2 separate regions of the Anser cygnoides genome follow, and region 2 is linked to region 1. The links are chromatin contacts, called in public Hi-C maps. All regions are on one chromosome and are shown on one strand. The core of a region is the stretch at or near the end of the contact, and the rest is flanking DNA. Distances in the headings are between cores, read along the strand shown. Region 1 holds the start of MUC6 (mucin 6, oligomeric mucus/gel-forming). Region 2 holds the start of AP2A2 (adaptor related protein complex 2 subunit alpha 2).

Region 1 (6,239 bases), core at 1,027-3,526:
CTTACGAAATAACTGGTGCTTTTGCCAGAATCAAGTGTCCAAATATGCCAACAACTTACTTTTAGTAAAGACACTCATGACACTCATGAAATCACGAGCTGGAGGCATATCTCCAAATCAGATTTTTTTTTTTTGGATTAGGGGGCACTCAAAACTTCTGTGTCATACCATACTTTGCTGATATCTTCACTTTGGAATCATCTGAGAATGGAACTGCTGAACAGCATTAGAAAGTTTTTGAAACACATGACACTCACCTGAGAGTAAATTGGGTAAACTCGGTTTGTAATGTCCTGAAGTCAAAATCCTAACACTAAGTTCAAACGTTTTTTTGTGTTCCTCAATTTTATCACAATTTCCTACTTCAAATTAAAACAATTGCTGAAGTTCTTCTCTGGCTCTTTGACACTAGAGTTCTATGGATATCAATGCAAAAGTAGGCAGAAGCATTCAAAACTATCAAAAACTGACTGAGATACGGTTCTACTCTTTCTAATATGACAATCCAAGATCTTTAGTAACTATCTGTGACAATTTGACATTGGAGCTGCTCTCAGCCTCTCCTAGCTAGATGGGCCTGATGCACTTAAAGCTTACTATCCAAGAACACGGATGTGAACTGAACAAAAATACTAAAATAAATATTGTAATTGTGGCTCTGGGAGCTTATTTGAAGTTAGTGTGGAGTGAAATACAGTGTTAAAGAGCAAATCTCTCTCTCCCCAAGGCCTACTCAGCTCTTCCAGTTGTGTCTTCATGCTATAGAACATTATACTAAATACAGATCCTTCACTGCATGCTTGCTTACAAGCCACAAATAAATAAATAAAATCAGTCATGAATGTACTGTACTGACTACTGTGATACATTCAAGCAGACTCAAGTCTTGAAAATGACTCAGAGTTTCAAAAGTAACATAGGTTCATGCAGGTGTGAAGGGGGTGCCTGATTAAAAAAACATCAGGTGAATTCAAAACAATTTAACCCATAAACTCATAATGAAATACCTTTACCACAGGCTATCATCAAAGAGGTTGGCTAATCACTTAAGCTATGTTAAAAGCAGCACATCCAAACACGATGCAAATTAAAATTGTTAGCCAGAAGTTATGCCTGCCAAGTCAGAACTACTGCAAGCACAGAGGAAGTGATAAACAACAAAATAGCTTTCCAAGATACTGTGTATGAGTCACTTATTTTTCAGTATTTCTCTGGAAAATGATCCAAATCCTCATCATGTAAGACTTCTATTGATTCTAAACAATTCATAGGCCCCTTTTAAAGGAAAAAAAAAAAAAAAGAAACAAACAACCAAACAACAAAAACCCCAAAACTTCCTGATATTCCTAGAATTGTACTTGTCATAACTTAAATTTTAGCATCTTTTCAAACATCTGCTGTAATATTCCCCATCCTTCAGCTATGGTTAGTGACTCACAGAGGGTTGTGTTTGGTAACAGCAGTGCCTTCACCTCATGGGCTCTGGGATTTAACCAGCACCAGCTGTGTCTGAGCTGTCGATGTTGTGAGCAGACTGTGTGACTGCCATTGTGACTTCCTTATTAAAAACAAGTTTTCCTGAAAAAAAAAAAAAAAAAAAAAAAAAAGTGACTAGAAAAATTACAATTTTAAATGGAGAGGCTCCAAGTGTTTTTGATTAAAAAGAACTGGAGGGGACTGCAACAAATCCTCACCCACAGCATCCTCACAGCCCAGCCTTTCTCCCTGAGGCATGATTCCCTCCAGGAAAGCTCCTTGGCCTCTGCTGCCCTCTGCACAGTTCCCTCTGTGCTCCCAGGTCTCTCACCTCAGAGGCTCAGGGATCACTTTTGCTTCCTGCTCTTCCCAACACTTGCCCTACGCCTTGCTCTGAGGGGCTTCCTCACAGAACGGGGGCTTTCTAGAGCCTTCCAGCACCTTGCACGTGCCCAGTTTCTCTCAGGGAAAGCCCTGCCCCTTCCTGAGGATCGCAGCTGCCTTGAGGAAACGGGGCTGATTTCTTCTTCTGCCAGCCAGTCACCCTCTTTTAGGGCTGCATACTATAAAATTCAGGCTAACTTGCAGACAAGTGCATAAGATCTGTACTGTCCCATGTACTTTGAAAAAAATTGATTGGGGTGGTGATGAACTGATACGGTTTGCCAGATGCCTTGTGTGGCTTTTTGCTTCACATGCAAATACCAGAGGGATCCCTGATAGTGTATCTCAGTGGGGAAACATGCCAAGGTTAGATTTAAAATCTACCTCTTGTTTCTGTGCGCTGAGAGGTTTTGTGTTTTGTCAGAGGACGGGGAGCTGCCTGAATGTGACTTTGCTTCAAGCAGTCCCTGAGGGAGGTTCCTGACCTCTGAAGACCAAGCAAGGTGCTCTCCTGTCAGTTGCCAGAGGTGGCTGTGCTGAGCCCTCCTTTCAGCGGCAGCTCACTGGTGTATTCCACAAATGGCTCTTCTGCAGTCAGTGGTCATCATTCCGTCTGTAATGCCTGTGGTCAGCCCGTCTGAGCACCCTGAAGCCGTCGCTCAGAGGGGACGCTTGCTGTGAGTGATTCAAGTAGTCTGCAGTGGCACTGAGCGTACCCTGGCTGGCTGCTTAAGCAAAGGTAGGAATAGTACATAAGCATTGGGCAAGACCATGGTTTTGTCTAAAATGTCTAAATTTGATTAAAAAATGTCTGTCTGTGATGCCTGTGTGAGCTGGTGGAAGTCTGTTTCAGGCCTGGGTTTATTTTCTGAGTCAGAGTGCATTGCCACAGCTGTTACGCTTCTGTTTGTTCTGTGTCTCAAGGGCAGCAACCTGCCTGATTTTAACACCAAAGTTTTCTCATGTGGTTTTAAAATTAGTCCTGAACTATGAGAATATTGAGATGTCTCAAAAAAAAAAAAAAAAGCCAATAAACTTGGTAAACATTAAGTGTCTCCTGATAGAAAACAAATTCTGACATCTATCAAAGGTTTAGTTGTATTTACAGCTGTATTTCCATAATTTCAAGGACAGTACACCCATCTTGTGAGCAAAAACCTCACCCAGCCATGTTTGTTCAGTTTGATTTGACCCTAAATCTTTATTGGTAGCTTGCAATTATGAAGCTTTTTATTGCAATGCATATAGATACAGAGTATCAAACAATTCAGTAGTGGGATTGCTGTAGTCTATTTTGATTATTAAAGTATTAATTATCATTTTCCTTAAGTTCTTTGCTGTAATTTATTCAGAAGTATATACGTTCTATTTTAAAATCAAGTTACCTGTGAGATGTCTAAAAGTAGTATCTTTTTGGTGTAATTTAAATCAAGCATATTAAGAAGGTATGTTTGAGCTCTAGGCAAAGAGCAGAAAAATAAAAAATACAAATTTTAAAAGATATTTTTCATTTTGTAGGCCAGTCTTTTTTTTTTTCCTTCCTCCTTCTCTTAGCTATAAGTATTGTTGCTTTAAATCTACGGGGGACAACATGTACTTTGTCTCTGGACTTCAGGATTCTGAGTATGATAATAATCTCCAGTGTCACCTTTATATCAAGGAGTCCAATATAATTTTTAATGTTTGCTCTTAGCCGTGTTTCCAGGACTTCAATTCCGCAATCAATGTACAATATGTTTACATACTGCTAGTACTCAGTGAGTCACTATATCGTATTTGCATTCAGTGATGATGTTAATAATGCCAGATTAAAAATGGAATGGACCGTCTCTGCACGGTCCATTCAGTTCTTTTATTTTTTTATTATTATTATTTTTTAATCTCATCTTGTACCTATTGTGTCTGAAGAAACTTCCTGGACACTTCTACAGATTTTGTTAGAAGGAGTAAATTGAAGCATCTGAAGCAGAATAAATGTGGAGAGAACATCTGCATGCCATGTTTTGGCAGTACTCCTTTTGGGGCAGTTGCTGAACTGCTTATAGGAGAGCTTTCAGAGTAAAGCACTGCCTACCTGAGATAAGAACCAAGTAAAATAAATTGTTGTTTTCTTTAGCACTTTTAATAGATCTTGCTGGTTAATTTGTGCTCTCTGGATCCAAGCAGGTTCTGTACTTTTATTTAAAAATAAGTGGGGAAAAGAAAGACTGTCATTACATATATAATATATATGGAGGTTATCAGGCATTATCTAGGCAACTAAATATTTACTTTTTCATTAAAGAGGCTATGTGGTTGGACATAACTAGTATGAGATTTGTGAGGATGGAAACTCTTTTCCTACAGCACAACAGTACATTTATATGCAGGGGCCATTCTCTGTCAGTGGGATTAAAAAAAATATCTTTTTGCTGTGCGAGTGATCTTTTAATATTTCCCACAGAAAGTGTCATCCACATATGTCTTATTCAATAATCTTAAACAACCTTCAAAGTTTGGGGTCTATTTTGAGTTTCAGTTTAGTGTGTCATTTATTCATTCCTGGTTTCATATTTTTCACTTTATTTCCTCCCTTTTACAAGGGCTAGAAGTAATGCTAGCAAGTGTATAAAAGCATCTTAAAAATCACAGAATGGTTGAGGTGGGAAGAGACCTCTGGGGATCATCTGGTCCAACCCCTGCTCAAACAGGGCCACTCAGAGCTGGTTGCCCAGGACTCACGGTCAACTTGGTGTCCACCAGGACCACCAGGTGTCTTTCTGCAGAGCTGCTTTCCAGCTGGGTGCCCCCCAGCATATGCTGGTACATGGTGTTGTTCCTCCCTAAGTGCAGGATTCTGCACTTCTCCTCTTGAACTTGGTGAGGTTCCTGTCTGCCTCCCTCTCTAGATTATCTGTCTGAGTCCCTCTGGATGGCAGCACGACCCTCTGGTGCATCAACCAGTCCTCTCAGTTTTGTGTCATCTGCAGCCTCGCTGAGGGTACACTCTGCCCCATCATCTATATTATTAATGAAGATATTAAAGTGAATTCCCTGGAAACTGCTGTCAGGCAAAGCACTGAACACTCTCCTTATATATCATTCTGTATTCTTGTTAGATTTAATTGTTCGAAGTTATTTTGATTTGTTTTTATAATTCCAAACAATTGTCTCTGTATTTAGTAAGTATAACAGGAGTAGTTCTTTAAAGAGAATTATTACCATTGGTTGTTCAAATAGTTAAAAACTTATTTATTTATTTTTCTCTAGTGATCTTTTCTTCTGGCTGTCTGAGGACATGACTCATGGCCTAGATCCCAGCAGTCCTTCCTCAGCTACCTCCTATCCTCATCTCTTTTCTGTGCCAAGGCTTCCCTTATTCCGGACCATACAAAAATATTAGACACACTGCTACCTCCTACTGCCCAGATGCCAGACAGAAGAAAGGACTGCAGTCAGTGGGATGCTACTGATTAGAAAAAAGTTGATGTCTCTAGGGCAAGGCAAACAAACTTTCACGGCAGTCAGAGATGCTAGGCAGCATTCTGCAGAAGGTCCAGACCTAGGGATCATCGGCAGAGCTTGGTCTAAATTCCCTGCTCTAAAATCACGTGATTCAGAGGCCATTTCCATTTTAATGCAGGCTTTTCCTGCAAGGGCTAAAATGATATGACTTGGTACTAATTTGCAAGATTTGGTTTCTCTGCCTTCCCCTGAGCTCCACAGCAAGCTGACTTCTCCTTTAGGGTAGGATGTTATCATTCAATCTCTTCTGTTCCCTGCTTTCGTTATTAACTCCCACTGCCACCCACCCTGCTTCTTTACACATCCTTAGCAGTGTTTAATTAACACTGATCTGCCGGGCATTAAGAAACTTACTTGGTTTTGTGTGCCGACCAAACGATGAGGATAGCAGAAGCAAAGATAGCACTAGAACTACATATTGTTTTACTGTTTGTTTGACTGCTAAGAGTTTATGGCAGGACCGTATGTCTCCCAGGGTACCCATAACAGCCGTTTGCCAACAAAAAGTGACTACTTCTTTGCACCAGTCTGTCATACAGAAAACTAGATACAGGCTTACCATTGTTTTATTCACTTTGAGAACCTGTCATCCTGGATGACTGACTGCTTTTAACACCAAAAGCAAAGCCTGATATAACAGCCATCTTCTTCCAGTGCCCTGTTTCTTTGCTGTTAATGCAGTCCATGTGGTTTCTGTGTTGTCTCTGCTGTGTAGGCCTTTGTGTAGTTTGTGTGGGCACCACAGATCTGCAGCCTGAGAACAACTCCTGTTCCTGACAACAACTTTATGCTGCATCTTCATATGTGGTAACAACTGAGGAAATGTTTGTCATTTTGAGATTTATGCCTTTCAAGACAAGGAGGATTGGCAGCCA
Region 2 (6,350 bases), core at 1,698-4,197, 130 kb before region 1:
TAGCTGTAGCAGTACCAAGCACAGTATGGGCTGTAAATTATTCTGAGTGTTGGATGATTTCTGGTGTTAAAATTCCTCGTAATGATATGTAATCATACTCAAAAATGAATCATATTTTGGCTTTAGAAACCAAAGAAGAAACCACACTGTGCACAGCACTTAAAGCTCCAGAGCAGGAGATGAACTCGTCTGTAAGCCACCACTCAGGTCTCAATGTCAGGCAGAAAAGAAATGCAGCAAAAGCTGTAGTTCCCACAAGCAGATACTCACCAGCTGAAACCAGTCAGCTTAATGGTATTAATTTTGTGAAGGTCAGCCTGATTTTTCAAGTCTTTGTACCAAAGGATATTGAAATCCTAAAAAAGATTAAAGCAGTTTATGGATGACTTAGGGAGGATATAGACATTGTGGATTTGTTGGCAAAAAAAAAAAAAGTTCTGTAAAATATCTTGTGTAATAGGAAAGCATTTCTTGCTATTATTTCCACTTTAATGCTGATTTTACAGAAATTGGCAATCTCTAAAAATCACTTCATCTTGAGATGTATGGAACTGATGAAGTCTGGGTTCTCACAGACTAGTGTTCCGTAGATGTTGAGCTCAAACTGAAACATTTTCCAGATATATCAGCTAGGGCATTTGTAGGGGCTATGTCTAGTGTGAACTCTGTGCTCTCTAATAACACATCGGGCTCACATTACATTTCTTTCAGTCAGGATGCATCTAGAGACCATTACAAGCTCTCTTTCAGACCATTACAAGCTCTCTTTCCTCTAACTGGCTGTTTATTCATGTAAAATCTTTATCTTCTCCCTACCAAAACTGTCTGAAATTGGCTAGTGAGCTCTAAATTAAGAGGAAGTAGGGGCAGACATAGACCTACACATTCACCATAATCGCATAAGGATTTGTTGAGGCAAAAAGAAGACAAGAGAGCAAGAATGTGTATATATATAGTAAAGACTGAAATGTCAGCCAAAGGAGGTTGATATAAAATAACTGGGGAATGCGTGCTGCATACCGAGTCAGTTAAAAATGAAATAGTTATAACACGAAAGAGCTCCACATGGGTTTTCTATTTGTATATTTACTCCCCTTCTCAAACAGAATTTACAACCCATAATGCACTTGGTACTGCCACAGCTATTCCACTAGCTGTATTTAAGTTCCCTCTTAAAAGGTTGCTTAAGTGTACCTGCACATCTTACAGCTGCAGTGTTGACTGGAGTGCAGCCAGACAGGACAGATATACTTGGCCTTTAAGTGTCACTCTGCTCTTAAGAGTAGAAATTAGTTCGACATCTTATTTTGTTTAACTCAAATATGGGTTTTTTTTGTTTGTTTTTCAGAAAAATAAATTCCTTTGTAGTGAAATCTTAAGTTTTCAGCTTTGAGGGTAAATGGAAATTATGGTTAAACATCACTATTTGATTATAAAACTCTGAAGAAGGACAATTTTCTTCATCTAAACTTCCTTATCCAGAGAATCTGCATTGTGCACAATTGCTACTAGCCGCACTTGATCTACCAAGCCCAGGGAGAAAAGGATACATTCCTGACTACCAGTTACTATAATTTTCTCTTTGTAACAGATATACAACTGAAAAGCACTGGTGTAAAAATGTATCCTGAAAACATGCAGAAAAGACACTTGAGAGGTGACCTGGCTGAAGTGTGCCACCACTATCTGAAAAAGAGTATCGAGTATTACATAGCTCTTTATTTATGAGAGAAAAATATATCATTAACTTATAGGCACTGAAGCTTGATAAATTTAAGTAAAATGCGAGCTTTAAATGAGGAGCATTAATCATGGGAACAAACTACCCAGAGAAAAAGTAGATTTGGTATCTTTTGATGATGTCAGATCAAAACTGAATGCCTTTCTGGACAATGGACTGTGACTAAAATCTAGTTATTGGGCTCAATGCAGGAAAAAAAAAAAAAAAAAAACGAAAAAAGGACCATGTGAAATGAAATAGTTTGAAGAATACAAGAAAACAGATTAAATAAATTACTGAGTGATCTCCAGTAGTCCTAAATCCCACGATTCTAGAGGTCATTATAACCTGCTAAGTATACTAATAATTTCCATTATGACTGAACCTCTCAACACACTGTGGTTTAGGGAGACTAGGCCAGTTTTGACACCCTTTGAATCTATTTTCAGCTGATGAGATTAAATGCTCTGTGCAGTCCAACCTCTTCGGTGTGTTTAAGAAAGTTTAACCTTGAAATGTTTTCCATCTCAGGAGCAGATGTGGTGTGGGACTGTGTTGCTCTGCAGGTTCATGGCCTTCAAGAGAGACATGCGGCCCCGGCCTTGCACACCTGCAAGCCCAGGGTAGCATGAATTGCCACATGTAATGCAGAACAACTGCACTGCTTACCCCAGAGGGTAGTGACAGGATCTGCATATACCAACTCTTCTAACTGCAAGGCTTGTGATGGAGATCCCATGCACAGCTTTTGGGGCCCATTTTTTGCTGGAGGACTGAGATGTGTCCTGGGGAAACCATGGTCTTACGTATTCTACCATAAGGAGTCAGTACCTCCCTCTCTACATTTCAGAAATAAGATCCTAGATCAAAACTTACCGCTGAAAGCCCACTTTCCTATCAGATCTTTTGTCCCTCTCCTTCTCTCATACAAGTTACATTCTCTGAGGCAAAACCCAAATGCTCCTCCTTCACAAATCATTAAAACCAGCGGGGGCACGGGGGTGAGGCAGGGATTAGGCCGCTCCTGAGGAGACAACAACGCCTCAGGAGAAGGCCCCTCCCGGTCCCGTTTACCCTGACGGGCTGTGCCCGACAAATCACACCCCAACAGCGGCACCGCCGCCTGCGGGCCGGGGGACGAGAGGGGCCGACGGGGGCGTGAGGGGGACACCGGCGAGGGCAGGGCCGGGTCCCCGCCGCCTCCGTCCGCCAGGGGGTGGCCGAGCCTCGCCGCCCGCCGCCCGCCGGGGAGCGGGAGCCATCGCGGCGCCTGCGCGCAGCAGAGGCGGCGGCAGCGGCCTGAGGAGCCCCGCGGGGAGAAGCGGCGGTGGGGTTGCGGTGCTTTGACGCGGCGCTGGGCGGCCGTGATCGCTCGCCACCATGCCGGCGGTATCGAAGGGCGATGGGATGCGAGGCTTGGCCGTCTTCATCTCCGATATCCGCAACTGTGAGCGGCGGCCGGGGCGCGGTGGGGCCTGGGTTGGGCAGGGCCGGGCCGCGCCGGCCAGGCGATTACCGGGTGTTTTGGGGCCGGGGTCGGGGGTTTCCCTCATCCTCCTTCCCTCGGCTCCCTTCTCTCCCCTTCGCCGCCGCGGCGGGCCGCCCGCGGCTCTGCCGCCTCACGAAATGGCGACGCGCCCCGGGGGGGCGGCGGGAGATGCGGGGGGGGGGGAGAGCTTGGGGCGGGCAGCCGAAGGCTTTCTGCTGCGGGTTTGGGGTTAATTTACGTGTCTTTTGGTCTGGTCGGCTTGATTTTTGTGTGTGTGTGGGGGGGGTTATTCCTTTGTTGTGGCCGGGGTCCCTGTGGAAAAGGGGTGCCGGGGGGCTCGGAGCCCGTCGGGGCTCCCAAGGGGCGGCGGTGAAGGCGGTGGGCGGCTGGGGCCGGGGTGGGCACCGGCGGTCGCTTCTCAGAGCCGCAGCCGGCTCTCGATTCAAAATGTCCCTGAAGGAAAGCAGGCCCCTGGAAGGCTGGCAGCGAGCAGGGCCTTCTCTGGGTGTGTTTACGCTTGGCTTCAGTCTGCTTTCAAATCCTGTTGTGATAGAAAGCAGCTCTTGGGATCCGCTCGGTTTTAATCGCTGAGGGAGCACGGCCTGAGGGTTGTGGGGACCCTCTGTGTAGCGATGCGCAAAGGGCAGAGAGAAGTGTAGGGCTTGGTGGGGCTGGGGGTCGGCTGCCTTCCTTCCCAGCCCCGGGACCTGCATGAGAGAGCAGTTTAATATTAATCGAAGTCAGAGATCTAAGTGTGTGATGTGGCAAGAATTGCCTGGGGAAGGGCTAAGGTCGCTGTGGTTGGCGTGATGAAACGGCTATATATTTTGTCCACCTGTGTGGCTCTGGATTACTCGAGGCTATTTTAAAAGGAATGTCATCAAGGCTTCCTGTCCGAAAGATAAAAGTGGATCGGAGACTTTTTAATGTAAAATTATGGTGATCTAGCTAGGCTCATATTAGGATAACCAAACTGGCTTGGAAATGTCTCCACCTTCAGAGGGCTTTGTGGTGATGACTTCGGAATTAATCCAGGAGCAATAGAAAAGACTGCAGAGAAAACTGGAGTGATAAAATGAGACCCCTTAAATGTGCAGTTTCCTTCAACTAAATTCAGGTGATTTGGATTTATAGCCTGGTACATAAAATTCAAGGTCCTGAATCTTCTGTACAGAAGGCGTTGTCTCAGCAGTTTTTCATAATCAAGTTGCAGGTCCTTAGGTTTCTTCAGACTTCACTCTTAAAGGCCTTCTTCTGCACATAGAAAATGCGGTGTTTATCAGTTCAAGATTACTGACTCACTCTTGTGCTTTGGCTGGTTGGCCCAGTTTCCTGAACATCTAGTACACCACTGTTGTGTGCCAGCTGCATGTGTAACATAGTTTCACCTGGTGATAATGTAAGACTTTGTTGCTGTTGTGTTTTAGCTCTTTTTGAATTACTTACTCCATTCATTTCACTAGAAGTACTATGATTTTATTCTTCAAGTATCTCTTATGTCTTGCAGTTGGTCAGTATTTCTCTGCTTGTATTTCCTTCTACTAAATTTCTCTGAAAACAAGAGAAACATTCAAGGTCTTAGGTACCTAACGTATGTTAATAGATACGGAATTACAAGATTTGAGGTAGTAGGGTAGAACAAATTACTGTTTTCTCCACAGGCTTGCCATTGTGTAGGCAGTGCAGGAACCCGGATGGAACAACCACCTGTCTGTCCAGCTTGGACATGAAACCACTCATACTCTCTCTGTCTGCAAGAGTGGCAAAGAAGTAACTGCTGTGTGAAACAAATAAGATGTTAATACTTTATCTGTTTAAACATTACAGATAGTTTTGTCCCTTTCCAGACAGCTATTGGAAGCTGTAGATACCTTTGTATCTTTCATCTTTGTGATGAAGAAGGCAACTGCCTCTTCTAAATAGCTGTGAAAGAGCTGCTGGTTTCCAGTGGTAGGTGATCTATGCAGCTTACAAATAGCTGTCCTTACAAATAGTCCTTACAAATAGATGCACCTGCATCATTTCCCTCAAGGGAGCTCCTAGTGTTGCCAGCTAACCATGGGCTGTTGTATGTTGAGTAAGATTCCCAAATACACTTAAGAGTACTCTCTAGAGACTTTGCATTTTGCAAATGCTGGTATTAATTAGCTTGAGTTCCATCTTTCCTACTTCAGTGTGGGGAGCTAGGTATTTGTCAAGAACATAAAGTAACAGCTGCTTAGCTAACAGGATCTTTGGACATGGAGATCTAAGAAAATGTTCCTGTTCTGGGATGGGAGGGAAATGAGACACCAAGTGCAGCTTTTAGGCTCTGTTCTAGCCTGAAAATCAAACAAAATATCTGATTCTTGTACTGATGTGCCAAATACCTGCTGGTATTCTAAATTTCAGTCTTATTTTTGTCTTTGACTCATTCATCCCTTTTTAATAGGTCCCATCTCTTTGCCATAGGTGCCTGAAGTTTTTAATTTGCCTACAACCCTTCCAGATTATAAGTAAGACTTTTTTTTCTGAAATACTTTGTGCAGATAAGGAATTTGCATCATAGATGTTGCTGAATAATGAAAACGTAGATATGTGCTAACTGCTTAGGTGGATGTACAGCATGTTTCCAAGGTAACAGCATAACACTTCAAGAGGGACTTCAGTAAATTTAGACCTTCTATCTTTATAAATATTTAATCTTACATCAAGGTTTATTTCTTGGTCATCTGTAAGTACAGCATCTGCAGCACTAAACAATGTATTCTCTTACAAATTTGTTAAATTACTAATCTGGGAGTCACGCTCATCTTCTCTATCTATTTTTACAAGTCTATTACAGGGCTTCAAAAAATATATTTGACAGCAACTTTCAGTTCTTACAACTCTAGCTGGTTGTGAGTTAACACTGCCAGCCTGTATTTAGTAGTTAAAGGTTGGTTGTTACTTTTGTGTCAGTTAAGCATGTTTTTGGGCACCTGGGTTATTTGGTTATCTGTTAAACTTCTTGATCTGTGTGTGGAATGCTTCTGTGCCATGACTTTGAACATAAGACTGACTTTCTACCTGGTTTTTAAAAGTCTGCTTAAGATATGCTGGTTTCTCAAGTCTATAAAGCTTTTTTTTTTTTTTTTAAAGAATACTACTTAGAGCAAAAAT

Evidence for each region. Hi-C and Micro-C count contacts between places; a contact is called where the count stands out from the background.
Region 2: a contact with region 1 is called in a Hi-C map of liver, with 1.8 times the contacts expected there. The contact joins the promoter of AP2A2 here to the promoter of MUC6 in region 1. A contact is called at or near these places in 4 of 7 Hi-C or Micro-C datasets (fetal liver, granulosa cells and liver).

The regions. Positions count from the first base shown.
Region 1 is chr5:19,654,435-19,660,673 of Taihu_goose_T2T_genome, reverse strand. MUC6 (mucin 6, oligomeric mucus/gel-forming) reads right to left here and starts at 2,276. Exons shown (of 46, transcript XM_066997557.1): 1 at 1,695-2,276; 2 at 1,439-1,578.
Region 2 is chr5:19,785,725-19,792,074 of Taihu_goose_T2T_genome, reverse strand. AP2A2 (adaptor related protein complex 2 subunit alpha 2) reads left to right here and starts at 2,947. Exons shown (of 22, transcript XM_048058627.2): 1 at 2,947-3,167. The coding sequence starts at 3,101. CHID1 (chitinase domain containing 1) reads right to left here and starts at 2,820. Exons shown (of 13, transcript XM_066997980.1): 1 at 2,597-2,820. The coding sequence starts at 2,699.